2 separate regions of the Sus scrofa genome follow, and region 1 is linked to region 2. A link is a contact called in public HiChIP or PLAC-seq data. All regions are on one chromosome and are shown on one strand. Each heading gives the region's core, a stretch centred on a gene start, on an enhancer-like site or on the middle of the called end of the contact. The rest is flanking DNA. Distances are from core to core; before and after follow the strand shown. Region 1 holds the start of LOC100514068 (CMRF35-like molecule 6). Region 2 holds the start of NAT9 (N-acetyltransferase 9 (putative)).

What was found. HiChIP or PLAC-seq counts read pairs in DNA pulled down with a chosen protein or histone mark.
Region 1: an H3K27ac HiChIP or PLAC-seq map of alveolar macrophages shows a contact between it and region 2. The contact joins the promoter of LOC100514068 here to the promoter of NAT9 in region 2. A contact is called at or near these places in 1 of 47 Hi-C or Micro-C datasets (embryonic fibroblasts) and 1 of 2 datasets of contacts at active chromatin or transcription factors (alveolar macrophages).

The regions. Positions count from the first base shown.
Region 1 is chr12:6,618,968-6,623,005 of Sscrofa11.1, reverse strand. LOC100514068 (CMRF35-like molecule 6) reads right to left here and starts at 2,603. Exons shown (of 3, transcript XM_013980784.2): 1 at 2,339-2,603. The coding sequence starts at 2,567.
Region 2 is chr12:6,457,434-6,461,536 of Sscrofa11.1, reverse strand. NAT9 (N-acetyltransferase 9 (putative)) reads right to left here and starts at 1,797. Exons shown (of 7, transcript NM_001195360.1): 1 at 1,790-1,797; 2 at 788-873. The coding sequence starts at 864. It overlaps TMEM104 (transmembrane protein 104), which reads left to right and starts at 1,958. Exons shown (of 10, transcript XM_003131226.4): 1 at 1,958-2,084; 2 at 2,715-2,861. The coding sequence starts at 2,817.

The DNA of each region.
Region 1 (4,038 bases), core at 1,354-3,853, 160 kb before region 2:
AGAGGTCATGCCCAGCTAGGCTGTGCTCAGGAAACCTGTCGTGTTGGAGAGAAAGACTTTGGGGGCTCCAGGCAGGTTCCGGGTCCCTAGAAGTGTCAGTTCTGAGGAGAGACACCTGTTCCCAAGAACTGAATGAAGCCACTGAGTACACTCTGAATAAGTGGATGGATGTACGTATGAATGGATGGGTGGTTGGATCGATGGATGGATGGAAGGATAAACGCGTGAGTGGATGGATGTTCGGATGAACTAGGAAACAGAAAATAAGAACAGAAACCAGGACTTCCCACTGTGGCGCCGCCGAAACAAATCTGCCTAGGAACCTTGAGGTTTCTTATTCAATCCCTTGCCTGGCTCAGTGGGTTAAGGATCCTACCTACCTATCATCTATTTGTCTGTCCATTTGTCCACTCATCCATCCATCCTGCCCTCCCTCCAGCCATTCAGCCAAAACGTTGTCATCCACAGATTGTGAGGCCTTTGCTATTTAATTCTAAAGCTACAATTAAAAAACCATATCTTTTTGCTTCTTCATTTGCATTCTTGCATTTCTTTCACTTTATTGTCCAGCAAGTTCAAGCAGCCGGCTGACCTATATTCTATTTCAGGACGCTGTCTGCCTCTCCTATCACTATTCCCCAAAGCAGTGGTTCCCAACCAGCAGTGATATTCCTCTCTGTCCGGCCATCCGAGGCGGGTTGGGGCGGGGAGGCATCTGGCAATATTTGAAGACATTTTTGATGGTCACAATTGCAGGGGGGAGGGGGATGCGACCGGCCTCCAGTGGGTAGAGGCCGGGGATGCTGCTACACTTCCGACGTTGCACAGCTCAGCCCCCACCCCCAACATGCACAGCGCCATCCAGCGGCAAAGTCAACAGGGCTGAGGTTCGGGAACCTCAGCCGGAAAACCTCCAGACTCTGGCTTGGGGCTCCGCGGGCGTGGGCGCAGCAGCGCAGAGCCCTCTCTGTGCGGTTGCTGCTGTTCTGGGCACGCGCTGTTCATCCCGATTTTGAGGGCGGGGCGGGGCGGGGCGACCGCGGACTCAGCCTCCACTTTTGGTTGGCAGGGACCTACGACGGTCCTAGACCCGGGAGTTGCTTCCTCAGGTCTGGATCAAAAACCTTGTGAGGGACCCTCAGAGTTACCCCCGCAGCCTCCTTCTCCTCTGACACCCGGCCAGACCCTAACCCTGAACCAGCATGGGCATCCCCGTCCCCGACTCCAACGCTAGAGCTAGCTCCCTAACGTCGGCCCCCTCAAAAAACAAATAAACCAACCAAACCCAAACCAAAAAACCCAAAACAACAAAAACAAACAAAAAAACGTTGACTTTCTCTTTCCACCATCATTTACAAAAACTCTCAGACCAGGACCGACCACAGTGCCTCGCAATCTCACTTTCCAGGGCCCCATGCAGAACCCCCAGGGTCAGCCAGGGCCCCTACAATGGTCCTGCATCAGGGCCTCCAGATACATGAGCTGATATTCACAAGCGGGCTTAGTAGTCGTTGAGGTGGTATTTTATAAATACAGCAGTGACCTTGGAAATAAAATTTTTGTGGGGGGGCGGGGTGTTTTGAATCTTGGCTGTGTCTTTTGAGCTGATCTAGACTTAAATTATTTGCAGCTCTCTGAGTCTCAGTCTCTTGTTTGAATAAGGACTGAGATAAAGATTGGATTCGATAGCAGGGGAAAACCGTGTAATCCAGTGACAGTGCTTCATAATTACCGGATCCAGTCATCCAGTGATCTCCGATCAGGATTAGCTCACTGCTCCCCTGCCCCTCCTCTCTGGTGTATCCAGACAGTATTCCTGGTTTTGATAACGATGGGACTAATTTGACTCAAGTGGCCAGACTTATTTGGGCACTGTATGTGCCCACTGTGTGGGAAGCACTTTATATTTCTTTTCTTTTTTCTTTTTTTGGTCTTTTTGCCTTTTCTAAGGCCGCACCCGCGACATATGGAGGTTCCCAGGCTAGGGGTCTAATGGGAGCTGTAGCTGCCGGCCTATGCCAGAGCCACAGCAACGCCGGATCCTCAATCCACTGAGCAAGGCCAGGGATTGAACCTGCAACCTCATGGTTCCTAGTCAGATTTGTTAACCACTGAGCCATGATAGGAACTCCTTTTTTTTTTGTTTGTTTGTTTGTTTGTTTGTTATGTTTCATCCCTACCCCTTCTCAATAAGGAAATGTGATGAGCTGGGCTTTTTATATGCACACCTCATGCACTTTTTCCTTTCGCCTTTAGTTCTTCTTCCCAATCACCGCCCTTGCCTCACACCTGACCAGCCAGCATGGACCTCCCCACATCCAGGCCCAGCCCTGCTCACCTGGGACCCAGAGAAGCAGCAGAGCCGCCAGCAGCCGCATGGCCAGACCCCAGGGGGAGCTCTCCAGCGGCGGTGCGTCCAAAGGCTGGAGCCTCTTCATGCAGGATCCATGCACCCTCTCTCTCTCTCTCTTCTGCTTTTCTTGGCACTTTTCTGCTTCCTGCATCAGCCTCTTGGTGCTGTTTTCATGGTTGGTCAGAAAATGGGGGAAGCTGGGGCCTTGGGACATTATGTGGTCATATGATACCGATGCTGAAAACTTGCTGAAGTTTTTACCCTCACGCAGCGCATTTGAATGTGCAGTTCCCGTTTCCCTTCCCCGTGAAGGTCATGCCAGCTACTGGCCTTCACACGCGTCACCCACAGTGCGTGGCCTACCCGCCCTTCTCTAAAGCACCTCAGAGCCCAGACAGCCATGCCAGTCTGGGTTAATGTCCTTCCAGATTTTTCTGAGCAAGTTCTCGCCTTGGTAAAGAGCCTGTTTCCTGTGGCTGGTGCGAGCCCTCGGTGCGGTCAGGCATGACTTGGCCTTTCCTTCCCGGCTGTTTGCAGGGCCCAGTGCAAGATGAAAATGCCCTTACTCTGGAATTATTAAGAATTTCAGGGAGTTCCCGTCGTGGCTCAGTGGTTAACAAACCCGACTAGCATCCATGAGGTTGCAGGTTGGATCCCTGGCCTTGCTCAGTGGGTTAAGGACTCTGCATTGCCATGAGCTGTGGTGTAGGTAGAAGCTGTGGCTAGGACCCCGCATTGCTGTGGCTGTGGTGTAGGCCAGCAGCTACATCTCTGATTCGACCGCTAGCCGGGGAACCTCCATATGCCTCAGGTGTGACCTTAAGACGACAAAAAAAAAAAAAAGAAAGAAAGAAAGAATTTCAAGGAGTTCCCTGGTGGCTCAGTGGGTTAAGGATCCAACATTGTCACTGCTGTGGTACCGTTTTGATCCCTGGCCTTCGAACTTCTATATGTGACAAGTGTGGCCAAAAGAGAGAGAATTTCAGGATGGCAGCAAAGGAGCATTAAACCAAGCATGGAGCCCTTCTAAGTGTGGCTGGTGAGACCACACAGAGTGCAATCCACCCCGTGAAGCCATTCTGTCTTGGCCTTTGATGATGCAGATCGAGGGCAGCATAGAGGTCAATGAGGCTGCCGAAGACCCAATGGAGAGAAATTAGTCGGACCTGAGGTCAGAGAGAAACTCAGAGTGAAATGGGACCACAGAGGGTTTTGACCATAGGAGTGGCCTCTTTCCGAGTTTGTTTCCTTTTTTTTTTTATCCTGGGCTGCATCCAAGGCATATGAAAGTTCCCAGGCTAGGGGTTCAATCAGAGCTGTTGCTACCAGTCTACACCACAGCCACAGCAACGGGGGATCCGAGCTCACGGCAATGCCGGATCCTTAACCCACTGAGCGAGGCCAGGGATTGAACCCGCAACCTCGTGGTTCCTAGTTGGATTCGTTAACCACTGCGCCACAATGGGAACTCCTTTTTTTTTTTTTTTTTTTCTGATTGTAATATGCCATTGTGTGAATAAACCAAATCCCTCCATTCTATTGATGATGGGTGCTGGATTAGTGTCAAATTTTGGCCATTATGACTAGTGTTGCTCCGCCACTCTGGTCCATGCCTTTGGTCAACACCTAAAGAATTTAAAGGGACCCTCATTTCCTTTATCGGGAGGAAGCATTGTGCTGTAAAG
Region 2 (4,103 bases), core at 548-3,047:
GGTCGAGAGGTGAACCCCACAGGGCCAACAGAGGGCTCAGAGCCAAGAAAGGGTTAAAACTGCTCCTATAGCAGAAGTCCACGGGCACGAGAATGAGAGGCAGGCTACGCCCAAAGAGAATAGCAGGAGCCAGTTCCTTCTGTCCAGCTTCCTCTCCTGTCTCAGAGGTCAATACGGGGGAGCAGTCTGGAGCTAAACATTCCTCAGATTCCTGAGGGGAAAGAGTGGCAAGGTGAACTCCGCAAAGAAGGCTGGACCGACCTCCACAAGGGTGGGCAATGGGACTCCCCAAAAGGAAAACTACAAGTAAAAATACCCGCCTACAGCACCAACCTCCTCATCCACCAGACATCTGCCAACAAGCCCCAGAGTCCCACCCTGCAACTCAGTCCCGGCCTTTCAAACAGCAGACATCACACCAACCCATCGGCTCAGGTTTATGACACACTAACATTTAGTCTCTAAGAATCGAGCCCAGTCACTGGCCAGAGGAACGGTACTCATTGATAAATAACTACACGAGAAAATAATACCTTTTTTTCCTTGCACACATTTGGTTTACATACAATTATTCCTGGCCAAAAGGCCAAGAAGGAAGCTGAGGGGGTGAAAGGAGGAAACAGGGGGATGGGTGACTTTGGTTTTCACTTTTTTCCTGTAACTACTTCTCACATCAATGTTTCTCCCTCTTAGAGAAAACAACCCCTGAGAACTGGGCTAAGGCAGGCTGACCTCCTCGCTGTACCTTGGACAGCTGGCCTGTGCCCAGTGTCAGGTGAATGATTACCTAGGCACATGCTCCGGGGTGTAGGGTACCAGCACCACCTTCTTTCCCAGAAGCAAGGTGTTCTGATTTAACCTCATGGTAGCAGCCTGTGGGGGGGAGGGCAAAGATTTCAGGACCCTGAGTTTCCTTCCACTTAGAGTAGGCGGGAGCCCCAGTTCTTAATTCACTAAATGCCTCCTGAGGCTAAGTTATTAGAAGAACCTCCATCTTTCTTTCTTCCTTTTTTTTTTTTTTTTTTTTTTTTTCCCCTTTTTAGGGCCGCACCTGCAGCATATGGAAGTTCCCAGGCTAGGTGCTGAATCCAAGCTGCAGCTGCCGGCCTACACCACAGCCACAACCAAAACAACGCAGGATCCGAGTCGCATCCACAGTTCAGGGCAACTCCAGATCCTTAACCCACTGAGCCAGGCCAGGAATGGAACCCGCAACTTCACGGATAGCAGTTGGGTTTGTTACCGCTGAGCCACAACGGGAACTCTCCGTCTTTCTTTCCAAACATTTCAGAGGACACGACTCCCCTTGCAAGAAGGGGAACCAAGCTGGTTAAAGATAATTAAACAATCCTGGGCTCGCATGCCAAGGCGCCAAGCATGGGCTGCCTTTTCTGCCCATCCTTTCCACCCCATCTCCCAGAACGTCCATGCCTCACACCTTAACAGCAAGACTTGTCAACAAAATTCCCCTTGCTTGCCCCAGTCTTGAGACTCCACCCAGAATCAATTTCCAGCCCTGTCTTAAACCTATTTCCCAGCGACCACCCCACTAGGCTCCCGCCCTCCCTCTTCCTGCCCCCCAAGCCGTCTGGGCCTCCCCGGCCGCGCTAGGGTGAGACAGGCCCAAGGCCTCAGTCCCTTCCCCTTTGTGAGGAGTTATAGGCTCCTCTTCTCGAACTCCCGCAACCACTGAAGCCCCGGGACGACCAAGTTCACACCCACTCCTCGTAAGAAGAATGAGTCCCCAACAGGCGTCAAACGCCTCTTCCACCCAGCCCCGCTTTCCTACCTGGCTGACGGCCTTTCCTCCCGCATGCGCGTAGCACCGCACCCCGCCCTCTTCCGCCACGCAGACGGCAGCCGCCGGGGCCCAATCCCGGTCCCGCCTCCGCGAGGAGTCCAATCAGCGCTGCGCGCCTCGCCCAATCAGCGCCGCGCGCCCCGCCCGAGGCGCGCGCAGAAAAGGTGGGCTCCCGGCGCGGGCGCATGCGCGCTGCAGGCGCTGGTGCGGGACAGCTGGCGCCGGCAGCAACCCAGGGGCTGGAGGCGGTGGCCGCGGCGGCTCGGAGCAAGCTGCGCTGCAGGTGTCGGGCCGGCCGGAGGGTGGGATGGACTGGGGTCGTGCCGGACTCGAGGCTTCTCTAGGAGGGGGGAGAAAATGGGGGAGAGGATCGGAGGAGGGCTCTTGAGAAGACGGGCAGTGCGGGGAGCCCTAAGGCAGGTCGGGGGACGTGGAGTGGAGGCCTCGTTAAGAAGGAGAGGCTTTGGGGCAAGAGTTGGGTTGTCGGCGACCTAAGAAAACCTCCAACTCTTTGCCCTAGGCGGAGGAGGCAGACAGTCACTAGCTGCCCTGGGTGGTAGTGAGCTCGCTGTTCCGGCATCAAATGGGGTTATCCAGAGTGTGTAAAGGGGACCCTTGTAGTGGGTGAGACTTAGTGGCTTCTGAAGCGTCCTAAATCACTTGGAGTCTGAGCGGCTTGGAATACATTCATGCCTGCACAGCAAGGAGAAATTTAGAAGAAACTACTCAGCAAGGAGAAAGTTAAAAGAAACCACTCAGTCATCATACAGGGAGACCCTTCCCTCCGGGCTGTCTTGTGACAGATATCGAGGCTGTAAATGTCTGATTAAACGATGGGAAGGGAGCGGCTCTGCAGACATCCCCCCACCCGCATTTAGGTCCATCAGAAAGTTGAAGCCTGCTCTTTTCTTAGGGAGCCGCAGCAGCCGCCGCCACCACCGCCACCATCACCGCCACCACCACCACCGCACAGAGGGGAGCTTGGCTACCGAGGGACCCTTCTTCACCTTTGGAAATGGCGGGTGAAATCACCGAGACCGGAGAGCTCTATTCTCCCTACGTGAGTTTTACTTTGGGAGCCTGTCTTGCCTACATCGGTGCCTCTGGCTTCTAGAGAAGCACGCTGCTTCCTGTGGACTGTAATTGTGAGCCCAGCGCTTTCAGAGCTGGAGTCTGGGGACCCCATCCAGCAGTAGCCACGGTGACCATATTGTGAGAGGCAGGTTTGGTCCCTGTTTGAGTGTCCATCAGAGAGTGGTCAAGAAAACCAAACTGCCTCTTGCTAGCTCTTTATGGTATTTATCTCAGGACTGCCACCATTTTCAGCCCATGCGGCCAGTTCCTATGGACAGTGGCTGTTGGCCGTCGACTCTGGGTTTTGCTCATCTTAGCAGTCTGCAACCACTATGGTTCTTAGCTGAATTTTAAGTTGCACAACTTTTATAGTCTTGGATGGCGTAAGAGGCAGAGAAAGCTCACAGAGACCTCCAATGCAGTTTGGTGCAGTCTGTAATTAGAACAATTAGAATGATTGATTTCTCCCTCTCTTGGGTCTGTGTTACCCCTCGCACACACACGTTCAGTTTATCTTCTTTGTGTAGTAGAAGATTGGTCACGATTACATCACGGATAAGTAGCAGGAAGACTGGAATAATCGAATGATTGATTCCTGTTGCTGCCAAGGATCCCAAGGAAAGGCAGCACTGCCTTAAGCAGCCAGAGTCCTCCTTCTAGAAAGTGCCCAACCTGAAACAGCTGCCCTGCTTTGCACTTACCTTTCTGGCCTGGGGATCCCTGATCTGTTTCTGCTAGCCAGCCTCACAGACTCCAGAGCTGTGGGGTGACAGCTAAGGAGACATGGCTGAGAACAGCAGGTCCAAACTCTTCCTCCCACTAGGTCTTCCGGCTGGATCTGTGCCTTGCCTGTGTAGCACCAGGGGCACCTCCTCCATCTCTGTAATTTATGAGGGAAGTCTGTCTTGAACCTGGAAATGAGCGGACTCGTGTCCCTCTCATGTCATGTGTGGGATTGTGTAACAGCTCACAGCCTCCTTGGGATCAGTAAGGACATGTCCATAGAAATCACCCAGGTTCCTGCTTCATCTTACAACAGCTGTAAGCCTAGCGGCGAGGAGATGAGTTATTTCTATAACTGGGTGTTAAGAAGGAAAGTCTCTGACGGGCCTACTTTTCTTGTGCCTCCAGCTGTTCGGTAATCATTTCATTTGTCAGCATGTGCCCACAGGAAATGGGGCAGTGAGACCTAAACGCCTCAGTGGGTTCTGCTTTTTTTTTTTTCTTT